Linked DNA regions of Mus musculus: region 2 is linked to region 1. The links are chromatin contacts, called in public Hi-C maps. All regions are on one chromosome and are shown on one strand. The core of a region is the stretch at or near the end of the contact, and the rest is flanking DNA. Distances in the headings are between cores, read along the strand shown.

The links. A called contact is a pair of places that touch in the nucleus more often than the background predicts.
Region 2: a contact with region 1 is called in a Hi-C map of bone marrow-derived macrophages, with 20 read pairs. The contact joins two enhancer-like sites. A contact is called at or near these places in 1 of 15 datasets of contacts at CTCF or cohesin (pro-B cells), 7 of 484 Hi-C or Micro-C datasets (the HPC-7 cell line, Sertoli cells, bone marrow-derived macrophages and 4 more), 9 of 115 datasets of contacts at active chromatin or transcription factors (the 230-238 cell line, bone marrow-derived macrophages, effector CD8 T cells and 4 more) and 1 of 9 other capture datasets (bone marrow-derived macrophages).

What each region holds. Positions count from the first base shown.
Region 1 is chr8:46,768,147-46,773,375 of GRCm38.p6, forward strand. All of the region lies in intron 1 of Irf2 (interferon regulatory factor 2), which reads left to right. It overlaps Gm31172 (a long non-coding RNA gene), which reads right to left. Exons shown (of 2, transcript XR_378938.4): 1 at 4,989-5,229; 2 at 2,401-2,570. Among named protein-coding and RNA genes, the nearest start is that of Gm31172, 4.0 kb to the right of the region's middle. RefSeq lists an enhancer at 2,425-4,100. Within about 2 kb of position 1,900, at least 69 of the 459 cell types and tissues checked have an H3K27ac peak or open chromatin away from gene starts, as enhancers often do. A contact at or near this core is called in bone marrow-derived macrophages, where this site is marked.
Region 2 is chr8:46,950,913-46,956,141 of GRCm38.p6, forward strand. It overlaps a transcript of Enpp6 not described here. Among named protein-coding and RNA genes, the nearest start is that of Enpp6, 33 kb to the right of the region's middle. Within about 2 kb of position 2,724, at least 9 of the 459 cell types and tissues checked have an H3K27ac peak or open chromatin away from gene starts, as enhancers often do. A contact at or near this core is called in bone marrow-derived macrophages, where this site is marked.

The sequences.
Region 1 (5,229 bases), core at 650-3,149:
GAATTTAAAACAGGCAATATCCTGATATCTTGTAAGTAATATAACATTATTTATAAGAAGTAATTAAAAAATATATTCCCTACTGCCTTCTTCAGCAGAATTTTCTATAGCACATATAGGTAATAGAGAAAAGATATTTTATTGCCTATGAATTTCTCTTTGTTCACCATGGTGCTTGATGTTCAAGACACACCCACTGGGGGTACTTTGCAATTGTGGATAGTAATATATGTGTGTGTGTGTGTGTGTGTGTGTGTATGTATATTATGTGTATATATATATATATATATATATATATATATATATATAATATGTATAATATAAATGTAAGTTTTTCCTATGCATGCATCCCTCTGAAGTTTAATTATGAGTTAGGCATAGTAGGATACTAGAGGATATTATGAGCTAATATTAAGTGCCAGAGAGATGACTCAGAAGTTAAGAGTGCTTGCTGATCTTCCAGAAGACCCTAGCTTGGTTCCAACATCTTATAGCCATCCACAGCCCCAATTTCAGAGGATCTGATGCCCTTTTCTGGCTTTTGCTAGTTACCTGCACATATCCCCCCTCCCACATCCCAACACACACACACACACACACACACACACACACACACACACACACACACAAATAAACAATAAAAAACCCAACATCAATAATAAAATAGAACAATTCTAACAATATAGCATAAGTTACTTTACATGTATGAATTGTTTGTCTCTGGAACTTCCATTTAATATTTTCAGACAGTGTGTGACCTTCAGTAATTAAAACCACGGAAACAATGGATAAGGGAGAAAACTGTAATAAGTTACATGTTATTTATTTAAAAAATATTGATTAACCTTTGGCTTTTGCCACAGGCTATGACCGTTGAAGCACATAGATTTGTGGGGGCTTTCCTTGGGGAGACTGAGAAATCTTGCTGAGGGAGTAATTTTGAAGCTAAATCAGAAAACTCAGTAAGCCAATGTATTAGTCACTTTTTTACTAGACACTATGTTGCTCTAGCTGGCCTGGAACTAATTTTGTAGACCAGGCTGACCTTGAACTCACAAAGATCCACTTGCCTCTGTCTGAGGGGTTAGAGGCATGCCCCACCACACCTGGTCTTAGTTACTTTTTTGTGTTGTTGTTGTGACCAAATCCCTGGCAAGAATCAAGGGAAGAAAGATTTGTTTTGACAGACATTTGGATACAATGTCGTATGGATACACTGAATTTAGATACAATGGATTCTTCATTGAGGCCAAAGGGCATCGTGGTGGAAATGACTGTGGCAACAATAGGAGTAAGAGGCTGCTCATTCACATCTGGATGCATCAGCAAGCATTGAGGGGTCAGGCGGCAAGGCTGGCCTAGAAACCCCAAGGTCTGCAGATAGCTGACTTCCTCCTGCTAAGTGCTCCCTCCTAAGCATTCCAAAGAGCAATCTTCTAAGCCTCCCAAAACTGCCCAGGGAACTGGTAACTAAGTGCTCACATACAGGAGCTAGTAGCGGAGGGCGGAGGGCGCTTTCTCAGACAGTAGCAGCAAGTGGAAGAGCACATACATGAGGCTGAGCGACAACAGCTATTGAAGCCTTGGCGTAGACACTCCCTGCCCCCGCCCAAGCAGTTTGGGGTGCAAAGACAGCACAGGGGCTGGAAGTCAGTTACTGTGACATCAGTGGGTTTTCAGCAGACGGACAGAATCTTAACTGGTGTTTTTAGAGAGAGTGTTCTGGCTGCTCTGCCCGGGCAGGCTTGTGGGAGGTGGAGGGCAGTCGGGATGGCTGCTTGGTCCAGTCTTTGTAGAAGGAAGCAATTGTTCTTGAGCCACTGGCTTCACTTTCCATGGGCACAGAGTCTTAGCTGTTCCTCCCTGGACAATGGTTATATGTACTCTGCTTGGTTCTCTGAGGTCAGTGCAGTGAGTGCAGTTTCCAGCCTGGCTGGAACAAGTAGGACTGAAGGTTCATTCAGACTTCCTTCTGCAAATGAGGAAAAGTTGCAAATGAGAAACAGAGCGCAGCCCTTCCTCAGGGTGGGCCATCGTGGAGCCAAGTACCCGAAAGGCTGTGGGAGTGAGGATTTCAATCATGCTCTAAATGAACGGATACTGGGAAGGACAATTTTAGGGGCTGGTGGAAAATAGAGAGCTTTTGGGCAATTGGCTACTGGGGCTCAGTGTGTGTGTGCTTCTAAGATCCACAACCTGTGATGCCTGCCCAGCAAAAGATGGCCGAGATGTTTTTCTTTGTTACCAGATTAACCTATATGAAGCCACCCAGTGCTTCTGTGAAATCAATGGTGTTTTAAAATGTTAAAAGCCGCCCTTTTTCTTTATTTTAGTATAGGAAGCTGGCTGGAGGTACGTCTTGGATGTCTACATTTGAGAGACTTCTCTAAGCAAGCAGGCCACCTCTTCAGTCATCTTTTTAATTTCCCTTGCACCGTAACAGTTTTAAGTGACTGATGAAGGGGGACTGCCCATCTTTCCCAGGCAATGAAGCTCAGAGGCTCATGGACCAGATCGTTGTTGGGTCATCCCTTAAGCCAGGCAGAATAGATGGTAATGGTGTTCAGTGCCTGGAATAGAAAGAAATAGAAAGTTAACTGAGGCACCACAGAAAGAGTTTTCTAGAATTTGTTGTATTTGCAGAAATTTGTTTTCTTCCTTCCTTGTAAATTATTTACATACTTTGCAATTGTCTTTCCCGCCAGGTCCTCCCCTTTTGAACTAATTTCAGACTTAGACTGGCGTTATAAGAATACTACAAAGAATCCCTTTTTTCTCTCCAACTGCTCCCCCCATCCCCAGAATCCTCAGCAAGTCACTTGTAACTCTGATGTCTCATCTCTCCTGCATACTTGAGTGTGTCTTTCCTACATCAAAGACACATCACCACAGCATGACCACCAGCACCAGGAAACGCACTGGTGCACTGGTACCATTAATGCACAGGCCCATTCAAGTCTGCCAGATGTCTCAATAATGGCCTTTGTGTTGCGTCTGATTCAGGGCCAGGCACTGCATTCAGGAACCCTTCCTTTTTAATCTGTCCTCAGCTTGCATGAACTTGACATTTTTTTTTTTTTTGACAATTAGAGGCCATTATCCTATAGAATATCTGCCAATCTGGGCTCCTTGGGCATTTCCTCGTGATGTTATTCAGGTCAGGTACTTTCAAATCACATCCTCACAAGTGTGATGCCTTCATCCAGCGTTCTTGTGGGTCACATACGACTCTGATGTGACCCTTTCCCGATGATGTTCATTTCCTCGCCTGATTAAGGAGTTGTTAGCCTTTTGTTGTTGTTGTTAAGTTATTCCCCCCTTTGTTGTAAAAATATTTTGTGAGAGATACTTTTAGGCCTATGCAGAGGCCCCATTTATCAGTCTTTTCCCTTACAGCTTAGTATTTACCAATCTTTCTCCACCTGCTCCTCCTATGTTTTAAAATTTATTAGGGGGTATGTCTAGGATGGGTGTGTGGAAGGCAGAGGGCAACTTGCTGTGATCCGTTCTGTTTTTCTACCGTGCATTCTGGGAATTGAACTCAGGCCATTGGGCTTGGCAGTAGGCATCTCTACCTACTGAGCCATCTCACCAGCCCTAGTTATTGTTCCTTGAGACAGGATCTGGTGACATAGCCCAGGCCAGCTTCAGACTCAATATGGAGCCCTTGTAGGCCTTAAACTTGTGATGCTGCTCCTGCACCAGCCTTCCAGGAGCTGGGTAAACAGGCTGTGCCTGCCAGCATGCCCCACTTTTCATGGGTGCTCCTTACCTGAAGAATTATCGCTTTGCTAGGTACCAAATGTTAATGTCCGGTTCCCATTGTTCTGTTTGTTGATTGACATTCTTCTTTATGGAAAAGCTTACTCTCTATTTACTTATTCCTGGATCCCTACATTTTTATTATTACTTATTTGGTGCTCATATTCTGTCTGATTTGGCTACCATGGGCCTTTTAAGCTGAAGTTTGGCACTATGTTCTCTTCTCTTCTCTTCTCTTCTCTTCTCTTCTCTTCTCTTCTCTTTTCTTTTCTTTTTTTTTGGATATATTTTGTTATCCTTTGAAGACCTTTTCCTTTTTTCCCCCAAATAAGTAAGCAAACACTTTGGTTAAGGCTTGTCTTTTGTGTTCCCTGGCCTGACCTTGGAGTCAGCCATTGTTCTAAGAATCTCTGGTTCTGGTTAGTGGTGTATTCAGAAACTAAGCTTTGAACAGGGCATTGTTCTTGATGTTTCTGTGGCTTGTCCCAGGCTCTCTGAGAGGACAAGGATAGAGAACACATATACACATGGACATACATGTATATTTACAATATGTATATACGCATGGACATACATGTATATTTACAATATGTATATATACATACATACTTACACGCACATGCTTTTTCACATCTACATTTACTTCTGTATTTTTAAAAAAGATTTATTTATTTACTTTATGTATATGAGTACACCATTGCTCTCTTCAGACACACCAGAAGAGGCTATCAGATCCCATTACAGATGGTTGTGAGCCACCATGCGGTTGCTGGGAATTACAGGACCTCTGGAAGAGCAGCTGTGCTCTTAACTGCTGAGCCATCTCTCCATCCCTATTTCTGTATTTTAACATGTGAAAAACCATGAATCCAAACCAATTCCCTCTCCACTGCTAGCCCAGGGCCCTCCATGAAGCTAGCCTTCTGCCGGTATAACTTCCTTCCCTGTATTCTGACTGTATTTATTCTGTACTTGCCTAGCTGTGTGCATGTGCTACTGTCAAGTCCTGTGGTTGCCATCCTTGTCCCCTGGCTCCTGTTATTGCGCCTGCATGAGGCTGCTGTCTTCTGTAGAGGCAGCCTGTCATCTGTCTCCCAGCTTGTTTCCTTCCTTCATCTGTCCTCCCTGCACCTCCCCCCCACAATGGCCTTCCTCCTTTCATATACAAGGATGCCGCTGCCTTCTCTCCCCACTGAAGCTCACTCTATGCCAGTCCCCATGCTCACCACGTTGACCTTCTCTCTTCATCCACGGCTATTCTACTTCACACTCTGATCACCACAGACGGTGCCGTTGAAAGCCACAGAGATGGATCCTCTTAGTTCTGGAAGCCAGAAGCCTGAAATCAAGGTGTTGGCCAAGTTACTTCCTTCTGGAGGCCTGAGGGAGAAGCTGGTGGAATGCTTTCCTTGGGTTCTTTCTGGTAGTTGCTGGTAGGTCTTGATTCTATGGCTTATAGATGGACTG
Region 2 (5,229 bases), core at 1,474-3,973, 180 kb after region 1:
CAAGGCTGCTATGGGTATCCAAGATCTTTTTTGTGCTCCCTTATACATTTTATTTTAAATTTGTTTTATGTGCATTTGGTGTTTTGCCAGCATGTATGTAGGAATGAGAATCTCTTCTGCACTGAGTAAAAGCATCGCCTGTCAATAAATATCTGATGACCAATGAGACGAAGAAGGATTAGAAGGTGGGATATCTGGCAAAGAGAGGGGAACTCTCAGAAGGAGTCAGGAGCAAAAAAAATTCCTCATCTGGACTTGGAGGGAGTTGGACATAAGGAACGAGGAGAGGTAACCATGGCAGACATTGAATAGCATAAACAGGTTGTGTCACGAGCTTGTCACAAGCCTAGCTGAAGGCCTATGTGCATATTCATAAATAAATAAATAAAGCCTGTGGTGGCAATGGCAGGAGTCTTTGAAATCTCTAGGCCAGGCCCCAGTAACAAAACCATGTCTCCTAATTCTCCCCGAATAACTAACTGGAGACCAAGTATTCAAACTGCGACTTATGGGGGACATCCCAGGAACCACACTCACAAAGACACAAAGGGGTAAAAAGAGTTGAAAACTTTAAACATAAAGTTGGATTGGAATGCCCATTTGCATATCCCCTGTCCTGGTTTGAATTCCTCGGGGCAATATCAAACACAGAATGTTACATATTATCTATTTGGTCTCATAAAGGAAGATAGGGTTCACCCTGACCTAAGTGGGTATTGCACATTATGTGTAGGTTTTGAACGACAAGCCACGTTCTATGAAAGCGACAAGTGAATGTGAGACGAAGTTGTTTGCTATAATAAATACTCGTGACACAGTGGTCATAAGCCCTTAAAACTATGAAAACATTTCTACATTACAGAAAGCCCCTTTCTGTTAAGCTTTCTGATGACAAGACAGAAAAAATATCTTTGTAAATACCTACTGAACTACGCAATTTCATTGTAAGATGTAGGTGGCACTGTCCTGTGGGTCAGCTAAGGCCAATGTGTGTGGTGGAGCGCTTCCATTTCTGATTTCTGTTTTGGCTGTGAGTTCCAGCTGTGCTACGCCCTTCCAGCGTAAGGGAAGAAAGATGTAAAGAAATACTTTGAGAGCCATGTGCAGGTGTCTTATGAAACATAGCTCTGAAAAGATGGTTTTGAAGTTCCTTTCCACTCCTGTAGCTGAGCTGCTGCCATGAGAATTCTCACCCCCAGTGACCGACCGGCCCGTCTGACCTCAGACAACAAGCCGGAGTGTTTTAGTTACTGTCAAAATCTACTTTCACTTCTGGATCTTGTGAAATTTCAGGATCATAATCGAAATGTACGAAGGGAAAAAAATCCACTTTCAATAAAAAAATTATTTGGATAAAGGATTTGAGATACGATTTTCATCAGTGTGTGCTTTTTTATTATGCATAGTACATTTACTATTTAAATCACATTCTTGGTCTTTATTTTTATGGTCCACTTAAAATTATTGCTAATGACTTCTTGTGATCATAAACTGTTCTGGTCTTGTTTAGTAAGAATTGTGTCCTGCTTTTGTGGGTAAGGAAGTATGGACAGTATTTTCTTAGCTCTAGGAATCCTGATAATGTCTCCTTGCTTTCTCATGCAAGCAATAATATTGGCTTCCCGTAAACATTTCATGCCATACACCACGTTATGTTCAAAGTTCTAAATATACTTCCAGCGTCTCCTGGCAGTTATTGATGTGGGTCAAAAGGCTGAAGCCCACGGATTTTGCATTTCTCTCTAACTTTAAAAGCGTTGCAGTATTGACTTTGGAAAATAAAACACTTCTGAAAGAAACAGCTTTCATTTGAACTATAATTAATTTGCCTTGGGCATTATGGGGGCAGATATTTTCCATTTCAGAAAGTTGTTCTAATTTTTATGGATGTTGTTTTAACTCAGTTGTTCTAGATGGTTCTGTGTTCTCTGACATCTTCTCATCACTCTTCCTTGTTATCCAGTGCTGCACTTCCTGGGGCGTGGAGGGGGCGGGTTGCGCTCTAGTTAACGGTGAAGGACTGATTCCAGCTGATGGTTATGGGAATAGAGCCCACCTTGGCAGGGATGGGGCGGTGTTGATGCTCCTCTTCCAAAGGTCCTGAGTTCAAATCCCAGCAACCACATGGTGGCTCACAACCATCCTAACAAGATCTGACGCCCTCTTCTGGAGTGTCTGAATATAGCTACAGTGTACTTACATATAATAAATAAATAAATCTTTTTTTAAAAATTTAAAAAGATACAATGAAGACAGAAGAAGAAAAGAAGAAAACAGACAAACATTTAAATATATACAGCATACAATTTTGTATAAATAAATCTATTTTCTGTTCTATTTACATATTAGAATATTCCATGCATGTACATATTTAACATCTAAATGTTGAACATATGTTAAATGGCTTTTAAATACATATTTAAACTCTCTGTTGCTGAGATAAATACTCATTTTTTAACTCCACTGGTTTTGTTTAAAACACTTTAAACACTCCCCTACACCCCCCACTCCCCACTTCTGCATCCCTTGAATTTCCACTGAATTTACCTTTGAGTTAGTAATATGAACAAACTTGAGAGGTTTGGCTGACCGTGGCAGTGCAAGCTGTAGACAGTAGCTCGATACAAACCTAAGATGGGAAGAGAATCACTGCAATAAGCCTTTTGATATTTCACAGCTGGGATTAAGATTGTATTTTGGAACTATGGCGCCACCTGGTGGCCATTCTCTTGTTGCCGTTTAACATTTCTATTTTAGACCCCCACCTCTTTGGTAACTTGTACTTGAACACCCTTTGGTCAGGAACCCTAGTATACTATTAAGTAGCAATGTGTGGCCAACTGGACCTGGAAGGCCTCCGCTTGTTCGCTTGCTTGTTAGCACAGGTACCTGGAAATTCTGCAGGTCTAGGTAGAGTACGGGAACAGGGGACAGGAGAGACTTTACATCTTGGTTTTTCACAAGAGCCCTATTATAGCTCTGGCTTTCCCAGAAGCCAACTCCTGTGATTGGATGAGGGACTAATGAGACTAAAAATCAAGCACAAGCCTGCTTGGATAGCTGAGGGAACAACAGGTCTTCTCCAAAGAGGGAGAGGCTTGGGAGATAGCCCCAAGGGGAGGGGACACATCCTCACAACGCGTCACGCACAATAAAGGACTTCATCTAAACATCCATCAGAATCACACAGAGTTTTAAAGACAACCATGCTCAATGCATGCAAGAATGTTAAGGAAAGCTGGTGATTTCCCCAGCAGGTTGATTTGGGGGTTAATTCTTTGGCAATATTAAGAGTTTTGAGGGGCTGGAGAGATGGTTCAGAGGTTAAGAGCACTGGCTATTCTTCAAGAGAGGTCCTGAGTTCAATTCCCAGCAACCAAATGGGACTCATAATAATCTATACTGGGATCTGATGCCCTCTTCTGCCATCCAGACATACATGCAGACAGAATACTGTATCTATAATCAATCAATCAATCAATCAATCAATCAACAATAAATAAATCTTTTTTAAAAAAGATGTTTGAAAACAATCATTGCCTTTTTGTTGAATCTCAACCATAAAGGTAGAAAAGTGGGTCTGTAGGAGGAGAGCTGGCGGCCATCTGTTTAGCTTTAGTAAAGACTAAATATTATGGTATGTATGTTGTACTGTTGCAAAAGGTGGCATGTGCTCAAGGGTTGGTCACTGTCTTAGGGTTTCTATTGCTGTGATGAAACACCATCATAAAAAGCCAAAAGCCACTTGGGGGAAGAAAGGGTTTATTTGGCTTAGATGTCCTGAGTCATAGAGTCCATTAAGGGAATCCAAGGCAGATTCTCAAACTGTGCAAGAACCTGGAGGCAGGAGCTGATGCAGAGGCCGTGGAGGGGCGCTGCTCACTGACTTCTCCTCATAGCTTGCTCAGCCGGTTTGCTCATAGAACCCAGGACCACCAGTCTAGTCCCCCATCCATTGTTAATTCAAAGGACACCCAACATGCTTGCGGACAGCCAGGTCTTACGGAGGCATTTTCTCAGTTGAGATTTTCTCCTCTTAGATGACTACGGCAGCTTGTGTCAAGCTGATAGAGAACTAACCAGCACAGTCACCAACCGGGGATACCATTGGAAGATACTGTAGTCTTTGCCGGAAGAAAGCAGGATATTGGACAAGGTATCCCATTGACGGGGGAACCGGAACTGCAACGGATGTTTTCCTTGTTTGTTTTTGTTTGTTTGTTTGTTTCTCTATTGCTATAGTGAGCAGCTATGTTCCACTGAGTCTCTCTTACCATCATACGCTCCCTTCCATTAGCTCCAGAAAATGAGCCTACAAAGGAAAGAATGAAACCTCTGTACCCATGAGCCAAGATAAAACCTCTCAGGTCATAAGCCATCCTGGGTGTTTTATCACAGGGATGGAGAGCTAGTGTATAGCCAGAATCCGTGTTACTTTACTATTTTGACATGGTGTCCATCTTCAAATAGAATACTGTGTGAAAGTCAAATATACAAATGGGTGGACTGAATATAAAGGGTTCTGCTCTGGCAATAACCTCCACCCTATTATCGGCACAGTCCCCAGCTTCACAGAGACATTACCGGGGCACTTCCATAGTTAAAGCATGTTCTATGGTACAGTGGGACATCCCTGCCTCCATCGACCCTGGATGTTAATGCTAAACCCTTTTCTGGGAGCTCTGAAATCATGGCTGAGTCTCTCATGGGTCTCTTCTGCATTCCAGAGCACACCAAGTTTTTCATTCTGACCTTGATTTTGCTACCACTAAAATGTTTGTCTCGGGACATTAGAAACAACGCCAGGCCATTGGACACCTCACTGTCATTGGAACCACAAAGCTGTGTCAACCCATCTAGCATACATAGTCTTCCCTCGTGAGAGATCTTTAGACTCCTGGATACAACCTAAAACAAACAAGCAAAAACCAGAAAAGCAACTTAAGTAAATGAGAACGTCCAACAACCCCACTATCGATGGAAATGAATATTTCTGGTGTGTTTTCTTTCAACATTTATCTATGTGATATGTACAGCTAAAATACTTGTGCAAGATATGCAAGGTTACTAATACAATATTAATTTATTTTCTGACGCTGTAAGTCAATACCACTGACTGGTTAGTCTAGAAAGAATGTTTATTTGGTTCAAAGTTCTAGAGGCTGCGACGTGCAAGATCAAGATGGTGGCATCTACTGAGAGCCGCCTTCTTGCATCACAGCGTGGGAG